2 separate regions of the Mus musculus genome follow, and region 1 is linked to region 2. A link is a contact called in public HiChIP or PLAC-seq data. All regions are on one chromosome and are shown on one strand. The core of a region is the stretch at or near the end of the contact, and the rest is flanking DNA. Distances in the headings are between cores, read along the strand shown. Region 1 holds the start of Insyn1 (inhibitory synaptic factor 1). Region 2 overlaps Ccdc33 (coiled-coil domain containing 33).

Region 1 (5,390 bases), core at 1,606-4,105, 440 kb before region 2:
CAACCCCTCGCCCTGGCTTGGATTCAGGCCATGCTGGAAAGCCACAGGGCTCAAAGCTTGCCCCTCTCCTCAGTTTCCTACAGCCTCCTTCCCCAAACACAGCTGGTGGGGGAGCTTGAAGCCATATCTCAGAATGATCCATTCTCCCACTATCTCTGCAGGGGCCTTGGTTACAAGCAGTTGAAAGTTGCCTAAAGCCCACCTGGCTGGTGAAATGGCACCCAGCGGGCGAATTCAGGCCAGCGGCTCAGAATGCTGGTCATGCATTTTGGACTTGAACACAACCCAGGGGGCAGGGTGGAAGACATGTGTACCTCATTACTCCAGCAATGTGGGAAGCAGTAATTAAACTAGGTTCTGCTTAGAAAGACAGAGAGGCTTTCTCCGTGACTTTTTGGTCTTTGCAAAAAACCACCCAGAAGCATGTCCTGCAAGGGGGTGGGATGGGGGTGGGGACTCAGCTCCGTTAAAAAAAAATTAATCTTTTTTTAAATGTATGTACAGAGAAGGACCTCTGATCCTTACCAGAATCTCCCAGCCACCTTTTAACTCCAGGGCAGGGAGGTTACAGCTGGTCTTAACTCCTCCTGCTTTTGGAATATCTGATCTTTTGAGCTGATAAATCTTTTTGAGCTGGGCCTCAAGCAATGAGGATTGACCAGACAGTCATCCACACTCTCCTAGAGTCCTTGCTCAGAGTCTAGGAGGTAAACAGTGGGGTCAAGGGACAGACAACTTGGGTTTCAGAAGAATGTGTCCCATTAAGAATAGAGTAGGGCAGATTTAGTCCTCACTGAGCACCCGGAGTACTAACCATAGAGATGGGCCCACTGACAGCTGCTCGGTCTCTGCCACACCAAGGCCCCATCACCAGCTCTGGGGATAGGGATTTTTAAGCAAACCAGATTTGAAGTAAGGAGAATGGAAAGGGGATGGGTGCTCAGTGGAAACAGGCCATGTGCACATAGCATTGCACACTCAAGACACAGGCAAATGCTTTACTGCTGAGCCCAGCCAGTCAGGGTGAGGGGGGTCTGTGTGGCCCCTGCTGGCCTCTTAACTCACCTCCCTCAGCTCCTTAGCCACTTCTTTGAGTTCTCTCAGGATGCCTTCAAGTTGCCCGATGACCATCTTCATGCGCTGTCGAATCCGCTCTCTCTCTCCACCACTGTTGGGGTCGTCACTGGGCTGCCCGAGGTCCGGGGCACCCCGAATGTTCATCCTTCACCACGTGGCCGCAAGCCTGCCCATACTCGCCCCAGCGGGGCACACGCTTCGTCTGCCTCCACGGAGCCCCCCTCGGCCGGGCAGAGCTCCACATTTTAACGGCCCCCCAGCCTACCCTGGCCTTGGGCGGCCCTCACCCAGCCCCTGCAGCCTGCCACTCCACCTACTCGCCTCTGGGTGGGGGATGGAGCACCCAGAGGGAGACAGAGTCTGACAGGGTGGGAGGGGGGTCAAGGTGAGGACACAGGAGGGCAAGGGGAGGGGCCTTAGGGCCCAAGAACAGCTTCCAGGACTTGAAGTGCCTATGGTGTACAGAGCTGATCTTTGCCCGAATCTGGATGCGGAGGCAGGGGGATGATTCTGCAAGGACTAAGGGTAAGAGATGCCCTTGGGATGGGGGAAGGCAGCAATCCCCTCGCAACTCCTAGGCAGTTACAAAGGCAGAGGTCTCTAGATGCAGCTGAACCAGCACAGGGACGGTGATCAGGATCTTCCAGATGTGGAGGGGGCTCCAGATGTGAACAGCACTGGAGAGGGAACTGGATTGGAGGAGGGCAGCCCCCTGCAGAAAGAGCGAGCCTGGCGTCAGCCCTCCCAGGCTGCTGCACCAGCCTGCTGCTGCTGCCTCCCTCTTCTCTCTGCCTGCACCCTCCTTCCTAGCTGGAGATTTATTTATTTATTTATTTATTTATTTATTTAGTGGGGAGGGGTGGTGGAGGCAGATAGTTTTCAACACCCTTCTTCAACAGAAGAGTGGAGGAGCCCCTGTTTTAGAGGAATGAGCCCTTAGCCTCCTCTGGAGCACTCTAGCCGTGGTGCACCCCCCGCCCCCAGCCACCAACCAAGCTTGGCCAGACTGGTTTAGCACAGGGCCTCTCCAGCTCTCCAACCTTCTTTCAATGCCCACAGGGTGCCCTCCTTCCCAGAGGACCCTTTCTCCCCCAACCCCGCCTTCCCTCCGAACCCTCCGAAGCTGGACTCCCCTACTCACCAAGGGTGGGGGCAGTGGCCTTTCCTCTAAGCAGTGTCGGGGCCGAGCCACAAGACGAGGTTGGGGGGCCCCCAAGGCTCCCTAGGGCGGGCTTCTCTCTCTGGACCCTTCGGCTCCTGGCCTCAGGAAGGTCTTCCGAGCGGTGACCGGAGACATCTGGGCGGTGGGAGGGGGCGGGGCCTCCGCGCTCCGGGGAAGGGGGCAAAAAAAAAAAATCCCCAAAAATCTCCTCACCACGCTCGCCAGGCTCCCGGTCGCGAGGGTCCGGCGAGCTCGGAGGCCCCGAGGCCACAGGTGACCCGAGCCGAGGTGACACCGGTCCGGTCCAGGCGACTAAGCCAAAGTCGGAGGGCTGGGGAGGGCGCCGGGATCCCCTCAGCCCACGCCCGGCATTCCCCGGGCTCCACAGGGTTCGCGATTCTCTCTGTCCATTCTAGATGGGCAGGTCTGAGCCCCTCCGGGGTCTGTCCTGCCTTTGCCTTGCTCTGCCCTTCCCGAGCTGGCACTGCTAGGTGTCCGGGGTGTACTCAGCCGGGACCCAGAATGTCCGTGCTCCGGCCCGGGCGACGTCTGGAGCGGCCGCAGAAACCGCTCAGTCCAGCCCGGCAGTCGGCTCCATCAACGGTGGGGAAAGTCCGGATTCCTTCGCGTCTCGGGGGAGGGGAAGCAGCCGTGGCCAGGGGGACCCGGTGTCGAGCACAGCGGAGATGAGTGCACGAGGTCGGGGGGGCCTCAGCACGGCGGGGCTCAGCCGAGGAAGCAAAGGAAAGCAGAAGGGGGCGAGCGAGACGCCAGGGAGGCGATGGAGGAGGCGCGCCGGGCCCGGCCAGGCACACCGGGCGCGCAGCCTCCGCTCGGCTCCACCGCCTCCAGCGCGCTCGCTCACGGCTCCGCGCCTCGCGGCCCGGGGCGCCGGGTAGCTGCCGATGGGGCAAACGAGGCACCGGGGCTGCTCGGGCCTTTCTCCCCGGCTGCTTCGCCCTCGCCCTGCCCTGCCCTGCCCTGCCCACCCGGCTCCGCGGGCCTGGCCCGCTTACCCCGAGCGCCGCCGCGCCCCGCCGGACTGGCCGCCCGGCCGGGCGCAGGCTCCCTCAAAGGCCGCCGGGCTCGCGCGGCTCCGCTCGCCTCGGCGCTGGCAGTGAAGGGGCCGGCCCCGCGCGCCGGGAGGGAGCTTTTAAAGCGACACACACGCCTCCCAGCGCCCAGAACCGAGCGCGCGAGCCGGGGGGTCTCACCACCCTAGGGAGCGGGTTGGACTGGGCGCCAGCGGACCTGGAGGAGAACTAGCCCGGCCACTGCCCGCTGCCCTGGGCGCACAGAGGCCCAGACTTGACTCCAAGTTCCTTCACCTCCTTTTTACACAATCCCTTGACCCTCCTCCCCTCACGGTGGTGCGTCCCGGGGTTCCCCTTCTGGCTGTTACCCTCCTCTGCCATCATACCTCAAACTGTCCCAAATCTTGTGTCAGTTCAGTAAATAGAATCCAGCCAACCTTTACTGAACACCTATTGTGTGCCACGCTCTGGCCGAGAGGGAGGGCAGAGTGGGTGCTGGGCTGTTTCTGAAGGTTCTGTTCCCCTAGTTCTTCACCTAAGTTTTCAACATATTTTTGTTCTCTCTCTCTCTCTCTCTCTCTCTCTCTCTCTCTCTCTCTCTCTCCCTCCCTCCCTCCCTCCCTCCCTCCCTCCTTCCTTCCTTCCTTCCTTCCTTCCTTCCTTCCTTCCTTTTCTTTCAGGCCCTGTTGAGGAGGAAATATCGAGGAAATTTCCCCATGAGGACATTCTTGAGTAAACTGAAGGGTGGTGCATGTAGTTCTAGGAGCGTTGCTAACTTGGCAGGTATGGGGTAACTAGGAGGAAGCACAGGCCACCCCCACTCCCCCAAGTTCTTCCCAGGAATTCAACCCTTGAGCTGAATCTTAACAGAAGATTCAGTGGGAGTCCCGGTGACCGGTGACCTTGCCCTGGGGAAGGGAGGAATCTGCTTCCTAGAGGGAAGGAAGATAGGGGGAAGGAACCACTCAGGAGCAAATGTGGGGGAGGGCAAGTTTCAGTCTAAGTGGCCCTGTTGGTGCCACTGGGAAGACTGTATGAAGTGGAACAGAGAAAAACCAGATCAGGAAACAGGAGGCTGTGGACAGAAGCTTGGAATTTAGACCTGGTGGTGGTGGAGTACACCTTTAATCGCAGCACTTGGGAGGCAGACAAGTGGATCTCTGTGAGCTCGAGACCAGCCTGGTCTGCCAGAGTCAGGGCTGTTACACAGAGAAACCCTGTTTTGGAAAACAAACCAAACCAAACCAAAAAAAAAAAAAAAAAAAAAAAAGCACTTGGAATTTATCCTTTGGCAGAAGGGGCCTGTGCAGATTTGGGGGGCAGGAGGAGGAAGTCAGGTCCTATCTGCCCTCCTAAGGGACCCCACTAAACTCCCAAAAGTCAATGGTGGGTTTGAGGAGGCCACAAGCCAGGTGCTCCATTAGGAAGTCCTAACTGAGCTGAGGGAGGCCAGCAACAGGGATGTGGAGGAAGGGGTGCTCTTGGTGACATCACTTGGTGACTTCCTGAGAGACTCTGAACTTTGAGAACTAGGGGGAGGCACACTTGAGCTTCTGGTTTATAGCTTGTTGGGCTGAGTAAATGGTTGTGTGCATCTGAGCCTTCTGGGGTGAAGGGCAGAAGTCTGGGACAGGTTGAAAGAATCAGAAGGAAAATAGACCCCTGTTCATAGAAGGTCTGTGGCTTGACAGTGGTGGGCTACGACCTTTGCTTTGGCTCATGCTCAGAGAGGAGAAGATAGTAAGCAGGTTAGCTATGCAGAAGTAACATTAGCAGCATCAGGACCAGGCTGGCTGCCTAGAAGACTCTAGGACTGAGATGGGGAAGGAACATTCACAGAGGTAGGAGTAGAGCCCAGGGAGTGGAGTTGTGGGTCTGACCTAGAGAGGCTTGCCTCAGTGGTGTCAAAGGCTGCTCGAGAGAGAAGGAAAGCAGAGTGCTCATTGGCCTTCACACTTAGGAAGCCATGGTGACTGGCAGGGACAGTTTTCTGTGTGTAAGTAGGTGAATGGGAGTGACAAGAGCCAAATTGTTGGGCATTTAGGACTGAATGGCTGGTGAGGAAGACATTTCAAAAGCTGGGTAGACAGGAGGTGGAGCTTCCAAACACACAGGTA
Region 2 (5,990 bases), core at 1,495-3,994:
CCTCCAGAAGGCCGATTACCAAATAGCTTTCCAGTTCACTCCTAAGCCCAGGGATGTGACTTAGGACATACGTGGACCTACCATTTATGCTCCTATTGGACCTAAAGACACTGGGGCTAGCCTGGAGGGATCTCTGCGGTGATTAACCAAAGGGTGCCTGCAGAGGCCCAGAAAAGGAAGTCAGCTTTGGAAAACTGGGGGAAAGAAGAGACCTCAGAGACCAAGAAGGAAAGACCAGTTAAGTGGAAGCTCAAGGAGCCAAGAAGGGGTTTGATACATACTAGGATTGAAAACATCAAGAACCCCCCTTTTTGTGTACCCCAGCTGCTGCTTATCTCCCCAAAGTCTATCATGTGAATGCATGCAGTCAGCAGCTTCTCTAGCAGCCGCTTTGTGTCCGGTCTTGTGACCTCACTACCTGGAACCCAGCACTAATTTGGGAAGTTGTAGCAGATTTCTGTCAAGAGCTATGTGACTTTTGAGAAGTCTCTCCACCTCTCTGATATTAAGTCCAGGGATCAATCATCCTGCTCACCTTTTGAGGTCTCTGAGAGGACTGGCAAGTGTGGGCTGCATCGCACTGTGGACCCTAAGGAGCTGTCCACTGTTCAGGAGACTTGCTAATGAGTATGTTCATGGGATCTTCTAGACTGCGCAGGGCAAGGGGAGACAGTACAGCTCACCCAGTACCTTCTCTCCAGAAGCCTGTCCTCAAGTGACAGTCACATAAAGATAACTCCATTCCAGGACACCTGTGCTCAGAAGCCCTGGGCCAGCAGAGAGACACATAGAGTATGGGAAAAGGGCATGACCAGGACCAGAACACAGTCTTCTCCCAGAATTGAATCCCAAGCTCATCTCTTCCTTTCTAGACCTCAGTTTCTTTATCTGTAAAATGGGGGGAACATAGCCCTCTAGGAAGGAGAGAGAAAGGGTGTAGTGCAGAGAACTGAAAGGCTGCTGGAATGTGGGCTGGCCAGCTCAGGACCTGGCCCAAGTACCTGAAGGATCTGGCTGAGAGATGCTGAGGAGTGACCACCCAGGGCAAGGGCCCCCAGAGGCAGGATAAATTACCCTCAGAGAGAGCTCCAAATCATTGGAAGACCTGTGCCTGGAAGTCCCCCTGCAGACCTTCCCTTCTCTGGGTCAAGCTGGGCTCTGATCTACGGGTGGGGTCCTGGATTTGATAACATCCTCTCCATCACACTTAATGAGGCTGGAGCAAGTGACTCTCAGCAAGATGCCAGCACTGCCCGGTGGTCCACTCCACGGACCATCCTGCCCTTGAGTAACTGGTGCTGGGCCGGCAAGGGTGTGGTGTCCACGGGAAATAAGGTAGAGAAGATGAGGTCATTAGTTCTTGGGGCTGAGTCATCAATTCTCAAAGAGGCACAGGCAGTGGACGCAGGGAGAGCTGGGGAGATTTGCTGACCTGGGCACTGGAGCTAGTCCCTTGTGCAAGCTGCCAGCCCTCTCATCCGACTCATGATACTAGGCACACAGTGCCAAGCCTATGTGTTAATACAGACAATTTCAGCCCCCAAACTTTTAGTCAGTTTTTCTTCCAACCTGATATTGTACAATTACGGTACTTAACCCCATCTTGTCACCAACTGGGGCCAACAACAGGAGTGGCCAGCTCAGGTCTAAGGCTCTAAGCCAGAGCCTGATCCCATAGCAGCCTGAGTCAGCCAGGCCTGTGACTCAGAACCCAGAAGTCTGCATCTTGATGCACATGCATCTTCCCCAGCCCCTCTGGAGTAGAGAGCTGCCTCAGTTTCCTAGTAAGCACAGAGACAGGCCAGAGCACACAAAAGTAGGAGAGAAACCCCACACACACCTCAATATTCAGCTACAAATGGATTGAAGCAACCAACTATGGGAGATGCTCTATCCCCTGCCTTAACCAATACACTGAATATCATCCCTCAACCGATTCTTGGGCTCCCCATCACCGACCCGAGCTGTTAGTGGGTTGGGGAGAGGACACTGTTCCCAGCTCACTTCTCCCTTGCCTGCCCTCTTTTCTTTTCACCCTATTCGGTTTCAGCCCACAGCCTCTTTTGTGTGTGCAAGGGTACACTGCCAACTTCAGGAGCATGGAGCCAGAAGCAGAAAGGGATTCTCAGGGCTAAAGGGGCACATTTTTCCAGCAGGCATCTCTGGTGGTCCCACTAACTCCTCACCAGAAGGGAAGGGCGGTGCCCAGAGGAGGGCCAGAACAGGACAGCAAAGGAGGGCTGCGTTAGAGCACAGAAGGCCCCATGCAGAAGCCCCTGCTGCTCAAGGACACAGTCTCCTGTCCCTCCTTCCTGCTCTGTGACTCTATTAGAATGTACTCCTGTGTGCCAGATTAAATGCTGCTCAGTACAATCCAATTTTCTCTTGATACAGACCAGAAAATCATACACACACACACACACACACACACACACACACACACACACACACACACACACACAGTGTTAAATATCCAATCGAGCCTACAGATAATAGACAACAGCCAGTTCACTCCCAGTTTAATCAGATAAAATGCCCATTTATCGGCTCCTGCCGATGCAGACACCCCGTAGCCAGCCAGCTGTGGGAGTATAGCAAAGAGTATTTAGACTGCGTCTTTAAATCTTCAAGGGGGGTATGGGGGGACACTGCACACAGGGGACTAATTATCCTTCCGCCCTTAGCCAGCTCTTATTCAAACAGACAAAAGGGGGCTGCAGCCTTGGTGGTGCTAAGCCGGCAGCAGAATTATTTTTGTTCTCAGATATGCAAATATGTGGGCTTCAGGGACTGCACTGAATAGCAGTAGCTCAGGGACTGCAAGTGGCTGTTTTAGGGCTACTGGAGGCATCTCAGCTTCCATATCAGGCTCTGTGGACACCCCCTCTTGATCCCTACTTTGCTGGTGGTGGGCTGTGAAGCTAAAGGTGAAAGCCTCTTCCTTTTGTCTTCCCTCTTCTTTATGGGATGAGAGACCCTCACGGAGCTCTGGGGACTGAGTCTGGATGAGCCCTCCTCTCCTTGGCCCACCTCCTTCTTGAGACACAGCTCATTCAAAGCACAGATATCCATATCTGCTTGCTATCTTCCTTGGTTCTCCACTGCCCCCAGTGAGTCCCTAAAGCTCTGAAGTCTGGGCCTAAGCCCTCACAAGAACCCAGAATAATCTTCTCACCCTAACACAGCTCTTGGCACCCCACCAAACATATCAAACACCCTTGCTGGCAGCTTGCTGACCCAGGGTTCCTGCTAACCGTTCCACCCCAGTCAGAGCTCAGAGAAATCTCCATCTTTTACTGCTAAACAGGGGGAATACCCCATAGGTTGGCTGTGTAAGGCTTGGTTGTCTAGAAAGGGCTCTCTGAGCTATAAAAAGCCTGGGTGAAGAGGACAGTTGAGGAAGGAATCTTGGGGACCAGGCTTCATCTCTCTCACTTTCCAAGACCCTATATGACAGTGGTCAGGGCTGCTCTGAAAAATCTTACACCCCACTCTTTGACCACTCAACTTAGGGGGAACCTGCAGCTGAAAAGGAAGAGGATGTGGCAGAGACAGGACACTAAGCAAGCTTGATAAGATTGTCCTGGGTTTGAGATGGGCAAGGGCCATCCCCTGACACTCAAGGAGAATACCCCCCAGGCAAAGCGAGCTACCCTCTGAACTGTCTGGCTCTTGGTCAGTTTGATACAAATCTAAGACATAACTGGGAAGCAGTCTTAATTGAGAGCATGCCTCCAGATTGGCCAATAGGCAAGTCTGTGGGGTGTCATCTTGATTAATGATTGATATGGAAAGACCCTTCCACAGGGGGCAGTGACCACTGGGCAGGTGATCTGAGCTGTATACGAAAGTAGGCTGAGCAAGCCTCCTTCATGAAACACTCTTCCGCGGCCTCTGTATCAGCTCTGCCTCCAAGTTTCTGCCTTGAATTCCTGCCCTGATTTCCCTGGACGATGTAAGCTGAAATAAACCCTTTTCTCCCCAAGCTGCTTTTGGCCACAATGCTTTTATCACAGCAGTAGAGACCTAACTAAGACACCCATTCAGCCCCTCTCGGTCACTGCCAGATGCCATTGGGTGTTCCCTGCCTGGAAAGACCACAGGACCTGATGCATCAGTTGCATTTCTCGTTGCTGTGTGAAATCCAGACAAAAGCATCTTCAGGAAGAAAGGGTTTAACCTGGGTTGTACGGACGGCGAGGGTTCAGTGGACGGCCACAGGAAGCACCCGTCACGTCGCATCCCTAGTGAGGAAGCAGAGATGAGTGATGTCACCCAACTTCCTTTCTCTGTTTTATTTACCTAGGACCCCAGCTTGTGGAATGGGGCCACCTATAGTTAGGGGGATTCTTCCCAACACAATCAACCTAATCTAGAAACTGCCTCACGGATGTGACAGAGGTTTGTCTCCTAGGTAATCCCAGATCCTGTCAAATTGACAAAGTAACCAACACAGGACTAACACTGGCTAGGGATTCCTGCAGGAAGACTCTCAGGGATAGGGAGGGTGAAGTGTGAAGGGGATAGTGACGAGAAGAGGCTACGTGACAGGCCAGGCACGAAGGAGCTCTCAAGGGACCCTTGAGCCCTGGGATGAAGCCTCACCAGGCCAAGGTAGATACAGGTTTCTGGAAGCTCGACCAGGACACCAAAAACCAAAGCACTATGTGAGGCTGTGGATAGCCCAGGTGAACTGGAGGCTTTCCACAGCACAGGGCTGAGACAACGGGGCCTGGGCTAAAGGCTGGAAAGCTGAGCATTGTGAAATCAGAAGGGTACTGGCTCAGAGCCCTCAAGAGACAGTGCAGGTGGAGTCTGCGAGGTGTGTGGGACATGCTCCATACTCAGACAGAACACCTAGTTACCCAAGAATCTCTCAGGTGTGCCAGCCTCTCTCTGAGAAAGCCCCTGGAGCAAGCGTGTCTGACTCTCTACAAAACTCAGACTCAAGAAGTAGAAACAAGTTTTATACATATATATCACATATATGTGATATATACAAATACATATCCCAAAAATCCCATGATGCTTTGAGTAAGTGTATGGTTTGATGTTGAGCCACCTCCGTAGCTATCCTAGAGAGCTAAGTCCTCTGGCTACAGGGCAGACATAGACATGCCTGTTCTGAGTCTGCACCTCCTGGGTCCTCCTGTCAGCTGACCCAAGACTGGCTGACGGAAGCTCAGGGGGACCAGGTCTCACATACTGTACCACCAGCTGCCCATGACACCTGAGCCCCTGTCACCTCAATGCATCCACCAGTACACACACACACACACACACACACACACACACATACACATACACTCACACACACACAGGCACATACATACATGCACATGTTCAAGGGGATCTTTGAGTCTCCAAAAGGCTCAGATATGCACCCAGAGCTCCTTTCCTTAGACAGAGACCAGGCAGAGACCTCCAGATTTCCTGCCCTCCACAGCCCCAACCCAGGCTTTCTCTTCTGGTCAGATGCCTCCTGGGGACAATGAATAGGAAGCCACAATCACACAGCTTCACAAGAATAATTCAGGGGAGGGGGTAAAATTGCCTCCAATTAAAGCCTGGACTGTATGCTCTCCTAAAGAGAATGTGCAAAGGAGCAAGTGGGTGACTTGCTCGCCACAGGAGCACAGCTGCTATCCTCCAGGTCAGCTGACTGGCTGGTGGAGAGAGCTTCCGGGTTCCGACTGTGGTGGGAAAGACCAGGCCTGTAATTGCAGCTGGTGATGCAGATGAAAGGGACAGACAGTTCAGTGAATGTAATTACTCTTTTGTTAATTCACACCTAGAAGGCAGGAGCGAATGAGTGAAGCCAAACCTGTCTCTGGCAAGGCTGCAGTGGTCCTTATGTCAGCCAGGAGTGGGAGAGGTTGGGCCATCATTTTGTGGTTGGGGCGATTTCCTCATATTTTGATGTGATGTGCAAAAGAAGAGCCCCCAAGGTCCGACTGTGGCCAGACAGCATTACATTCAGATGGTACATG

Evidence for each region. HiChIP or PLAC-seq counts read pairs in DNA pulled down with a chosen protein or histone mark.
Region 1: an H3K4me3 HiChIP or PLAC-seq map of embryonic forebrain shows a contact between it and region 2, with 2.5 times the contacts expected there. The contact joins the promoter of Insyn1 here to the enhancer-like site in region 2. A contact is called at or near these places in 6 of 39 promoter capture datasets (the 3T3-L1 cell line, cranial neural crest, embryonic stem cells and 2 more), 1 of 15 datasets of contacts at CTCF or cohesin (the NIH/3T3 cell line), 5 of 484 Hi-C or Micro-C datasets (cerebral cortex, embryonic fibroblasts, embryonic stem cells and 1 more), 2 of 115 datasets of contacts at active chromatin or transcription factors (embryonic forebrain and forebrain) and 1 of 9 other capture datasets (embryonic stem cells).

The regions. Positions count from the first base shown.
Region 1 is chr9:58,486,068-58,491,457 of GRCm38.p6, reverse strand. Insyn1 (inhibitory synaptic factor 1) reads right to left here and starts at 2,855. Exons shown (of 3, transcript NM_176921.4): 1 at 2,219-2,855; 2 at 1,066-1,789. The coding sequence starts at 1,221.
Region 2 is chr9:58,045,510-58,051,499 of GRCm38.p6, reverse strand. All of the region lies in intron 11 of Ccdc33 (coiled-coil domain containing 33), which reads left to right. It overlaps Gm16130 (predicted gene 16130), which reads right to left. Exons shown (of 5, transcript NR_168941.1): 5 at 2,503-4,244. Among named protein-coding and RNA genes, the nearest start is that of Gm16130, 16 kb to the right of the region's middle. Within about 2 kb of position 2,744, at least 31 of the 459 cell types and tissues checked have an H3K27ac peak or open chromatin away from gene starts, as enhancers often do. A contact at or near this core is called in cerebral cortex, embryonic forebrain and forebrain, where this site is marked.